Regions from separate parts of the Danio rerio genome. Here region 2 is linked to region 1. The links are chromatin contacts, called in public Hi-C maps. All regions are on one chromosome and are shown on one strand. Each heading gives the region's core, a stretch centred on a gene start, on an enhancer-like site or on the middle of the called end of the contact. The rest is flanking DNA. Distances are from core to core; before and after follow the strand shown.

Region 1 (4,382 bases), core at 1,188-3,687:
AAATTAAATTATTGAACTAAACTAAAATGATATTAAATTAAATTATTGAACTGAACTTAAATTAAATTACATTTTTGAAATGAACTTAAATTTAATTAAATTATTGAATTAAATCAAACTAAAATTAAATTAAACTATTGAATTAAATTTAACTAAATTAAATTAAACTAAATTAAAATTATTATTTAAAAAAATTATTGAATTAAATTAAGCTAAAATTAAATTTAAATTTTTTAATTAAATTTTAAAAATGTTAACTTTTAAAATAGTTATAACCTTTTTATTTATTATAAACAGCCCTGAAAGAGTTTTTATGATTTTTTGGCTGTCATTGCATATAACAATAATGTAATGTGTATTTATATTACCCTGTTCTACCATCCAAAGCGCTTCACACTCATTAGGGGGGTCTCTATACACCTCCACCAGTATGGAACATCCACTTGGATGGTGCGTCGGCAGCCACAGGAAAACGGTGCCAGTGCGCCTTACAACACACCATTTATAGGGGGATTAGAGAGACAGTGATAGAGCCAATACATTGGATAGAGATGATTGGGAGGCCATGATGGATAAGGGCCAATGGAGGGAATTTGGCCTGGACAATAATACAAATTTAACAATTTTCAACAAGTGTACAAAAAAAGCATTAAAAAAAACTTGAAAAGTCCAACTAAAACTTACAAAAAATAAATAAAAACTGTGTTGAAAGCATTACATTATGAGACCTTGAGATCTTTTTTCCAACTATTTCTGGTGTTGAAAAGTTTGTGGGGGAAAAGGGGCTTTTATTGACATTTTTAATAGTTTGAAGTAGGGCTGCACAATATATGCATCAATATATGTGATGTGGAGTCTGGATTAAAGTTTATTATTTGCATGTGTTTTTGAGGCATGAGAACTTTAAAAGCAATTGGCATAAGAAACTGTACCATTTGTAACTCTAATAAGGATTATTTGTATTGAATTATTATTATTATTAAAACAACACAGTATTATTCCACACGTGATTATTCAATTACTGTACACGAGAACTGTTACAAATCCATAAAACACTGTTTACTGTTTTTATCATCACGATCATTCTAAAATGAATAATTTTGTCTAATTAGAGATATTCAGGTCATCTCTTGAACTTGCATGTGTATCGCAGAAAACACTTGCAATGTTCGATTTTTCCAATATCGTCCCTAGTTTAAAGTGATATATTGTCTGGGTTGGTGTTGTAAATTATGGCACAAAAACCTGGTAATAAACTGCAAGTATACCTTTTCTGTTGTTTTACAAGTTTTATATCAATAAAAGTCACCTTTTTTAAAAGTGCAGTTAAATATTCAACATGAAAAGTCAGAGATCAAGGTCCTAAAATGCAATTCATAACCGTAAATAAACAGAAAACATCATAAAATAATAATAAGTAACATATATTTTTTTTACAGTGTTTTTCAGTTTTAAAATACTGTATATTTTGGTGCCTTTAAAACATGATCAAGGTCAACTTTATTTAAGTAGTACCTTTAAACAACATGTCATGAATGTTGACAAACATTGCAAAAATAGTAAACAATTAGAGAGACTGGACAATACGTGAGACAATAAAATCTAAAAACTAAAAATTTATTAAAAAAATATTTCAATAGGCCAAAGAAAAGAGGTTTTGAGAGATTTTAAAAACACAATGTAGATGAAGCTCTAATTATTGCAGGTAATGTGTTCACATGTTTTAGAGCATAGACTGAGAAAGCTCTGTCTCCTTTAATTTCAAGCGGGATTTAGGAACAATTAGCAGGAGCTGGGCAGAGGACCTAAGGGATCTTCGGGGAGAATACAAACGTAAAAGTTTAGATATATAGGCTGGACCGCCGGGGCTAGTCCATGTAGACCTTTAAATACATAAGTAAAAAAAAAGATAAAAGTAATGAGTAAATAAATGTCCAAAACATACACAATGACACGAAACAATCTAATAAATACAAATATGATATGATGATGAATATGATAATTTCTCAGTGCATTTTAGTTATTGAAAAAAGAGAGCAGAATGGTTCGCTGAATTGTACATAGTGTATGGGTGTGAATGAGTGTTGGTGGTTCATTCTGCTGTGGCGACCCCAGATTAATAAAGGTACTAAGCTGAAAAGAAAATGAATGAATGAATGAAAAAGCGAGCAGTGATCATTGATGATTGACTGATTCTTTGTTTTAACTTGTTTTTTTCAGTGGGCTGTTTGTGAAGCTTCATCTCATCAACATTTCAATTCTGTTGCAGTGGGCTCTTTTTTTCAATTTTGTCAGTCTATAAAGCATTTCCCACCTTTCCTTGTTTAATTGGATGCTATAAATTCACAGAATTTATGACTTTCTGTTCCCAGCTGGAATACAAAAGGACAGAGGACAGGCGCAGTAATTCACATGGGGGTGTAGAGCTAACACCACTTCACAGAATTGCCTTTTGTTCAGTGTCTGCTGGATCAGAACACCCTCAGATTGATTCTTCCTACAACTCCACACACAAAAAAAGAGAAGAAAAAATTTGTCTTTTTGTTGCTTTCCCATAAGAGTAGATGGTTAACAACCGCCTTGTTCTTTTAAGAGTAGAAAGGTGTATTCTGAGTGAAATCTTTTAAAGTGTTTTTACAAATCAATAAACAGTTGAAGTCAGAATTATGTATTAGCCCCCCTTTGGGTTTTTTTTTTCTATCTTTCATATTTCCCAAATGATGTTTAACAGAGCAAGGAAACTTTCACAGTATGTCTGATAATGATTTTTCTTCTGAAGAAAGTCTTATTTGTTTTATTTCGGCTAGAATAAAAGCAGTTAAAAACATTTTAAGGTCAAAATTATTAGCCCCTTCAAGCAAATTTTTTTCAATTGTCTACAGAACAAACCATCATTATACAATAATTTGTCTAATTACCCTGTCTTGCCTAGTTACCCTAATTAGTTAAGCCTTTAAAATGTCACTTTAAGCTGTATAGAAGTGTCTTGAAAAATATCTAATAAAATATTATTTACTGTCATCATGGCAAAGATAAAATAAATCAGTTATTAGAAATGAGTTACTAAAACAATTCTGCTTAGAAAAGTTGAAAAACTCTTCTCTCCGTTAAACAGAAATTGGGGAAAAAAATTAACAGGGGGGCTAATAATTCGGGGAATATATAGTACTATATATATATATATATATATATATATATATATATATATATATATATATATATATATATATATATATATATATATATATATATATATATATATGTATATGTGTGTATGTATATATATATATGTATGTATGTATTCTTATTCCATAGTCTGTCGAAATCCTTGATTCTGATTGGCTGGAAGGTGTGCCTTATTTCCGTTGAGATGCACAGGCAGTTCCAGTCAGTTTTGATCACCGTTTGAAATAAATGTGCTGCTCGCAAACATTACTAGTAGCCATAATATCACACAAACACACACCGGCTATGTTTACATGGACATCAGTTATTGAATTATTTGCCTTAATCTGATTAAGACAATAATATAATTAAGATGTTTACATGATTTGCATACTCCACATGTCGCTGTTTCCATGGTGGACGCTTAATCAGAGTATTGTCTGATTCGTATTAAAAGCTTTCTCAGAATTGTTGTCTCAGAGCCAAAAAAAAATGCTGATTTTGAGACCTTATTCTGCTTCTCTTGTCAACGAGACTCTACGAGAGTTTTACGCCTCTGTGCAGACCACAGCCAGCCATGAATACAGTTTTGCCAGTCTATTGTCTTCAAAAGCAGGGATTAACCTTCACATAAAAAAAACAAACAAACATAATATCACCAGTGACAATTACTTTAAGTCATTTCAAGTCTCTAGACTGACATCTTTGATAATCAGGCATAAATATCTTAATACAGTGGCTCAACTGGATTTATTTATATATTTCTTTAAATTTTACAAAAATTGTTTGCTGATGTTAATGTAATTTGGGCTATTTTGTCACATTTTAAAGCCACTGTTTTCTTTGGTATGCTGTATTTAAGACTTTATGTATCACAGTTATTGTTGGGTAATGCATTCACATAATAAAGGGGTAGGTAGTTCTCCCAAAAATGAACATTTCTTCAGCGTTTCCTTAGGCTAAACTTTTATGAGATTCTTTCTTCTGTTGAACACAAGACAAGATAGACTGAAGAATGTTGGAATAAAAGCAGCTACAGAGATCAATAGCAGACCTAAGAAATACTATGAAAGTCAATGGCTGTTTTTCCAGCATTCTTCCGTGCATCTTTTGTGTTCAACGGAAGACAGAAAGTCAAACAGGTTTTGATGCTGCTGTGATGTAATGTGAAAGCAATTAAGTGATCTGTTGCCAGCCAGCAACTTAAGTAACCTGTT
Region 2 (5,062 bases), core at 1,868-4,367, 110 kb before region 1:
GATGTTTCTCAGGCTAAAGAGGATATTTACTTTTCACTAATTGCAATGTGACGCACGGATATGACAATAATAATGCCTGTAAACCATTTCCCAAACAACTTTGAGCCTAGCTTTGTGAACTCTTTGGAGGAGAAGTTTGTTATGATCGCTTTTCTGTTTTGTGTCAGAGCAAGGCTAGTGTTCAGATGCTAAAATTAGCTGATATTCCCCTTTTAATGTATGTATAGATGTGCTATGATTCCTCTCTGAAGTCTTCATATAACAGGACTTCTTTAGAAGCAGCCATCTGTGGACAAGACTGCAGTCTGCTAGCTTATATGTTTGTTAGCATGTGTGTTGATTCACCTTGAGAGGGCTGCCGGACTGTTAAGGAGGAGAGTTAAGCATATGGCTTGTTAGCGGTGGCGTGTTACCTCAGTAAAGTAAGGTTTGGAGTAGCTTAGTTTGTGCTGCATCTATCTATCTATCTATCTATCTATCTATCTATCTATCTATCTATCTATCTATCTATCTATCTATCTATCTATCTATCTATCTATCTATCTATCTATCTATCTATCTATCTATCTATCTCTATCTATCTATCTATCTATCTATCTATCTATCTATCTATCTATCTATCTATCTATCTATCTATCTATCTATCTATCTATCTATCATGATACTAAGTCCGTCCGTCCGTCCGTCCGTTCGTCCATCTGCCTGCCTGCCTTCCTGTCTGGTGCTTTGTCTGTTAATCTCTCTGTTTATCTGTCTTTCGCTCTGTTTATCTGTCTGTTGCTCTGTCCATCTCTTTGTCAGTCTCTGTCACTCTATGTACATTTGTCTGTTCCTCTGTGTACATTTGTCTGTCGCTCTGTCCGTCATTCTGTGCCCATCTGTCTGTTGTTCTCTGTCCATCTGTTGGTCGCTCTGTCTGCTGTTTTGTGTCCATCAGTCTGTCGTTCTGTCTGTTGCCCTGTGTACATTTGTCTGTCACTCTGTCTGTCATTCTATGTCCATCTGTCTGTTGTTCTGCGTACATCTGTCTGTTGCTCTGTCCGTCTGTCTGTCGCTCCGTCTGTTGATCTGTATGTTGTACTGTGTCCATCTGTCGGTCACTCTGTCTGTTGTTCTGTGTCCATCTGTTGGTCGCTCTGTCTGTCATTCTGTGCCCATCTGTCTGTTGTTCTGCGTACATCTGTCTGTTGCTCTGTCCATCTGTCTGTTGCTCCGTCTGTTGATCTGTTTGTTGTTCTGTGTCCATCTGTCGGTCGCTCTGTCTGTTGTTCTGTGTCCATCTGTTGGTCGCTCTGTCTGTCATTCTGTGCCCATCTGTCTGTTGTTCTGCGTACATCTGTCTGTTGCTCTGTCCATCTGTCTGTCGCTCCGTCTGTTGATCTGTTTGTTGTTCTGTGTCCATCTGTCGGTCACTCTGTCTGTTGTTCTGTGTCCATCTGTTGGTCGCTCTGTCTGTCATTCTGTGCCCATCTGTCTGTTGTTCTGCGTACATCTGTCTGTTGCTCTGTCCATCTGTCTGTTGATCTGTATGTTGTACTGTGTCCATCTCTCGGTCACTCTGTCTGTTGTTCTGTGTCCATCTGTTGGTCGCTCTGTCTGTCATACAGTGCTCATCTGTCTGTTGTTCTGCGTACATCTGTCTGTTGCTCTGTCCATCTGTCTGTTGATCTGTTTGTTGTTCTGTGTCCATCTGTTGGTTGCTCTGTCTGTTGTTCTGTATACATCTGACTGTTGCTCTGTCTATGTCTGTTGCTCTGTCTGTTGTTCTTTGTACATCTGTATGTCGCTCTCTGTTGTTCGGTGTACATCTGATTGTTACTCTGTCCATTTGTCTGTCATTCTGTCTTTTGTTCAGTCCATTTGTTTCTTTGTTTGTCCATCTGTCTGTTGACCTGTCTGTTGCTCTCGCTATCTGTCCATCTGTCTGTTGACCTGTCTGTTGCTCTCGCTTTCTGTCCATCTGTCTGTTGATCTGTCTGTTGCTCTCGCTATCTGTCCATCTGTCTGTTGACCTGTCTGTTGCTCTCGCTAGCTGTCCATCTGTCTGTTGATCTGTCTGTTGCTCTCGCTATCTGTCCATCTGTCTGTTGATCTGTCTGTTGCTCTCGCTATCTGTCCATCTGTCTGTTGATCTGTCTGTTGCTCTCACTATCTGTCCATCTGTCTGTTGATCTGTCTGTTGCTCTCGCTATCTGTCCATCTGTCTGTTGACCTGTCTGTTGCTCTCGCTATCTGTCCATCTGTCTGTTGATCTGTCTGTTGCTCTCGCTATCTGTCCATCTGTCTGTTGATCTGTCTTTTGCTCTTGCTATCTGTCCATCTGTCTGTTGATCTGTCTGTTGCTCTCGCTATCTGTCCATCTGTCTGTTGCTGTGCCCATCTGTATGTCACACTGTCTGTTATTCTGTTCATTCATCTGTCATCTATGTCTTTCTGTCCTATAATCTTTCTTTAGCTATTTCTGTACATTTTTGTCTGTTTCTCTCTCTCTCTCTCTCTCTTTCATCTTTCTGTCTGTTGCTCTGTCTGTCCATCTGTTATTCTATCTCTGTCTGTCATTTGTTGCTCTTTCTATTTGTGGTTCTGTGTGTTGCTCTGTCTTTCCATCTGTTGCTCTTGCTATCTGTCGCACTGTCTGTTGCTTTGTCATCGTATTCATCTAAACTAGAGAGGTGGTTTCTGTTTTAACATTATGAACTGTAACTGAAGTAAAGTTTAATACACAGGTCTATCTTAAACCTTTGTAAAAAATCTATTTACACTGAATCAAATCAAACCTATTCAAAATAAGTGCTTGTACATTAGAATTGAATCTGGATATCTGAGTTGATGCCCAACCCTAATATAATAATATAAGTGACACATACAGTACATGACACACAGCTAACATGCTGACTATACTCCAAGTTCCCTGTACATACACATACAAGGAGCTCAAGTCGTTTTTGGCCAGTGTCTAGTAAATAATTGCCAGTGACCTGAATCGTGCAGGGTCAGAGGCACACCATGCTCCGGCTGTTTGCATTGCAAATATCTGATAGGCCTTATCCAGCTCCTGTTGATTTTTCCTCTTGTACGTCTCCATAATTATCCGTGCACCGCCTGTGAGCAGCAACAGATGGATGGGAGTGAAAGAGAGTGGGGGAAGGATTTGCACAGGAAAATGAAGGAAAAGTGCACATGGTGTATGCTGAATGCTGCGAATGACCCTCTGTTGAACAGCTTCATGTTTTGCTGGCTGTGATAAGATAGTGGAAGCCTTTTTTTGATTTATTCATTGCAAATACTTTGACCTTTAGCTGATTAGAGAATGACTTTCACTTCCCTGTTACTATTTAACGACCATTTCTCACCTTTCTGACAGTGGATAATGTGAAATTTGACATTAAAGGAATAGTTCACCACAAAAAAAGAGAACGTTCTGTAGTGATTTTCTCATTGTGATGTTTTTCCAGTCTAATACAACTTTCTTTTTGACACTTTGTCTTGACAGTCTAAAGCTTAATTAGACATTTACTGTCATTATATTCAAAACTCTGGATAATATATGGAAATGAATCTGTTTTTGCTTCTCAAAAGAACTCTAGGTTTGATTCAACATGATAGTGAGCAAATAAAGTGTGCTTTACTTCACTGGCAGACGTGAGTTTGTTCAGCCGTCTTTAGTTTACAGAAGTTCATGTTTGCTGTTTGTTTATCGTGTACTGATGATATGGAAGGCAAGGGTGGGAGGACACCTGTGTTTTAACAGGTCCACCAATGGAAAGACAGGATTTGGTGTGGTTTGTACTGCAGTGTGGACTTTTACCTCTGACAATTTTTCTAGCTGTCACGTAATGTGTTTGTCATCTATCGCAATGAGACCTTTTAACCAGTATATTAGTGTACTGGTTTCATTCATAATACATTGATTCTTATAGATTTGAATGAATGTAGGTAAAAGAACTAGCACTGATTTAAAACTCAGTGAATGTGAAGTCAAGTCTATTGACTTCCATATTATTTATTTTTCCTACTATGGAAGTCAATGGTGACAGGTTTCAACTTTCTTCAAAATGTCTTCTTTTGGTTTCAACAGCAGAAAGAAACTCACAAAGGCCTGAAACCTTTAGATTACGCTTATTTTACCAAAAAAACTAGGGTAAACTATCCCTTTATGGCAAGCAACGCTTTTTCTTTTGCTTATTCTAATCCGTACATCAGGGGTTTTCATTGCTTTATATGTCACATTGACAACCAGCCTATAATGTAAGTTCCGTTTTTTTTTTTATTTGTTACAAATGATATATGATGTTGTAAATGGGTCTAAAATATGATTTGAAGATTATTTAGTGTCTTTATGTTTTTGTCAGCTTTTAATACTTTTCACTTTGTATTTGTTTGTTTAATCAGTGTTATTCTATTATGATTTCAGATGATTTATTCACCTGAATGTTTTATAATTTCTAGTATTTTATAAGAACTAATATATTTATTATAGTTTTACAATTTTTATTAGTTGGTAATAGCATTTTCTATTAGTTTTTATTAGTGACTTTTCTAATATTTATTTTTCATCTAAATGTGCTTGTTTAGTTTTTTTTATTAATAAATTATTTAATCTATTAGTCATTATATAATACTATTTTTTTAAATAAATTTTTTTGTCTTTTAATGTCTTTTGTTAAGACATTAGATATTGACAGGAAGTGAAGTTGGAGAGAGAGATGTGAATGGCATTGTGAAAGGTTCGCGAATTGGGACTCAAACTCGGGAATGTCGGAAATCAGTTGTGCTATATATGTTGGCGCACTGACCACTGAGTTATCAGGGCATACAAATTCTTTTTTACTCTTTTTCCTTTTCCAAACATTTCTGTAGGTCTCCTACCACATCCTTGCAGCCCACATACATTCAGGAAATTAAGGGGTTTCAATGTTTTTGATGTCACTGTCACAGCCTTCCTGTAATGTAAATGGCATTTTTATTGTTAGTTACTAATTCTATATGATATTGTAAATGGGTCTAAAATATGATTTGAAGATTATTTAGTGTCTGTATGTTCTTGACAGCTTTTAATATA

Evidence for each region. Hi-C and Micro-C count contacts between places; a contact is called where the count stands out from the background.
Region 2: a contact with region 1 is called in a Hi-C map of embryo, with 2.1 times the contacts expected there. The contact joins two enhancer-like sites. A contact is called at or near these places in 2 of 18 Hi-C or Micro-C datasets (caudal fin and embryo).

What each region holds. Positions count from the first base shown.
Region 1 is chr3:16,911,621-16,916,002 of GRCz12tu, reverse strand. No RefSeq gene overlaps it. Among named protein-coding and RNA genes, the nearest start is that of wfikkn2a, 36 kb to the right of the region's middle. Within about 2 kb of position 2,437, at least 6 of the 62 cell types and tissues checked have an H3K27ac peak or open chromatin away from gene starts, as enhancers often do.
Region 2 is chr3:17,024,491-17,029,552 of GRCz12tu, reverse strand. No RefSeq gene overlaps it. Among named protein-coding and RNA genes, the nearest start is that of tob1a, 58 kb to the right of the region's middle. Within about 2 kb of position 3,117, at least 10 of the 62 cell types and tissues checked have an H3K27ac peak or open chromatin away from gene starts, as enhancers often do.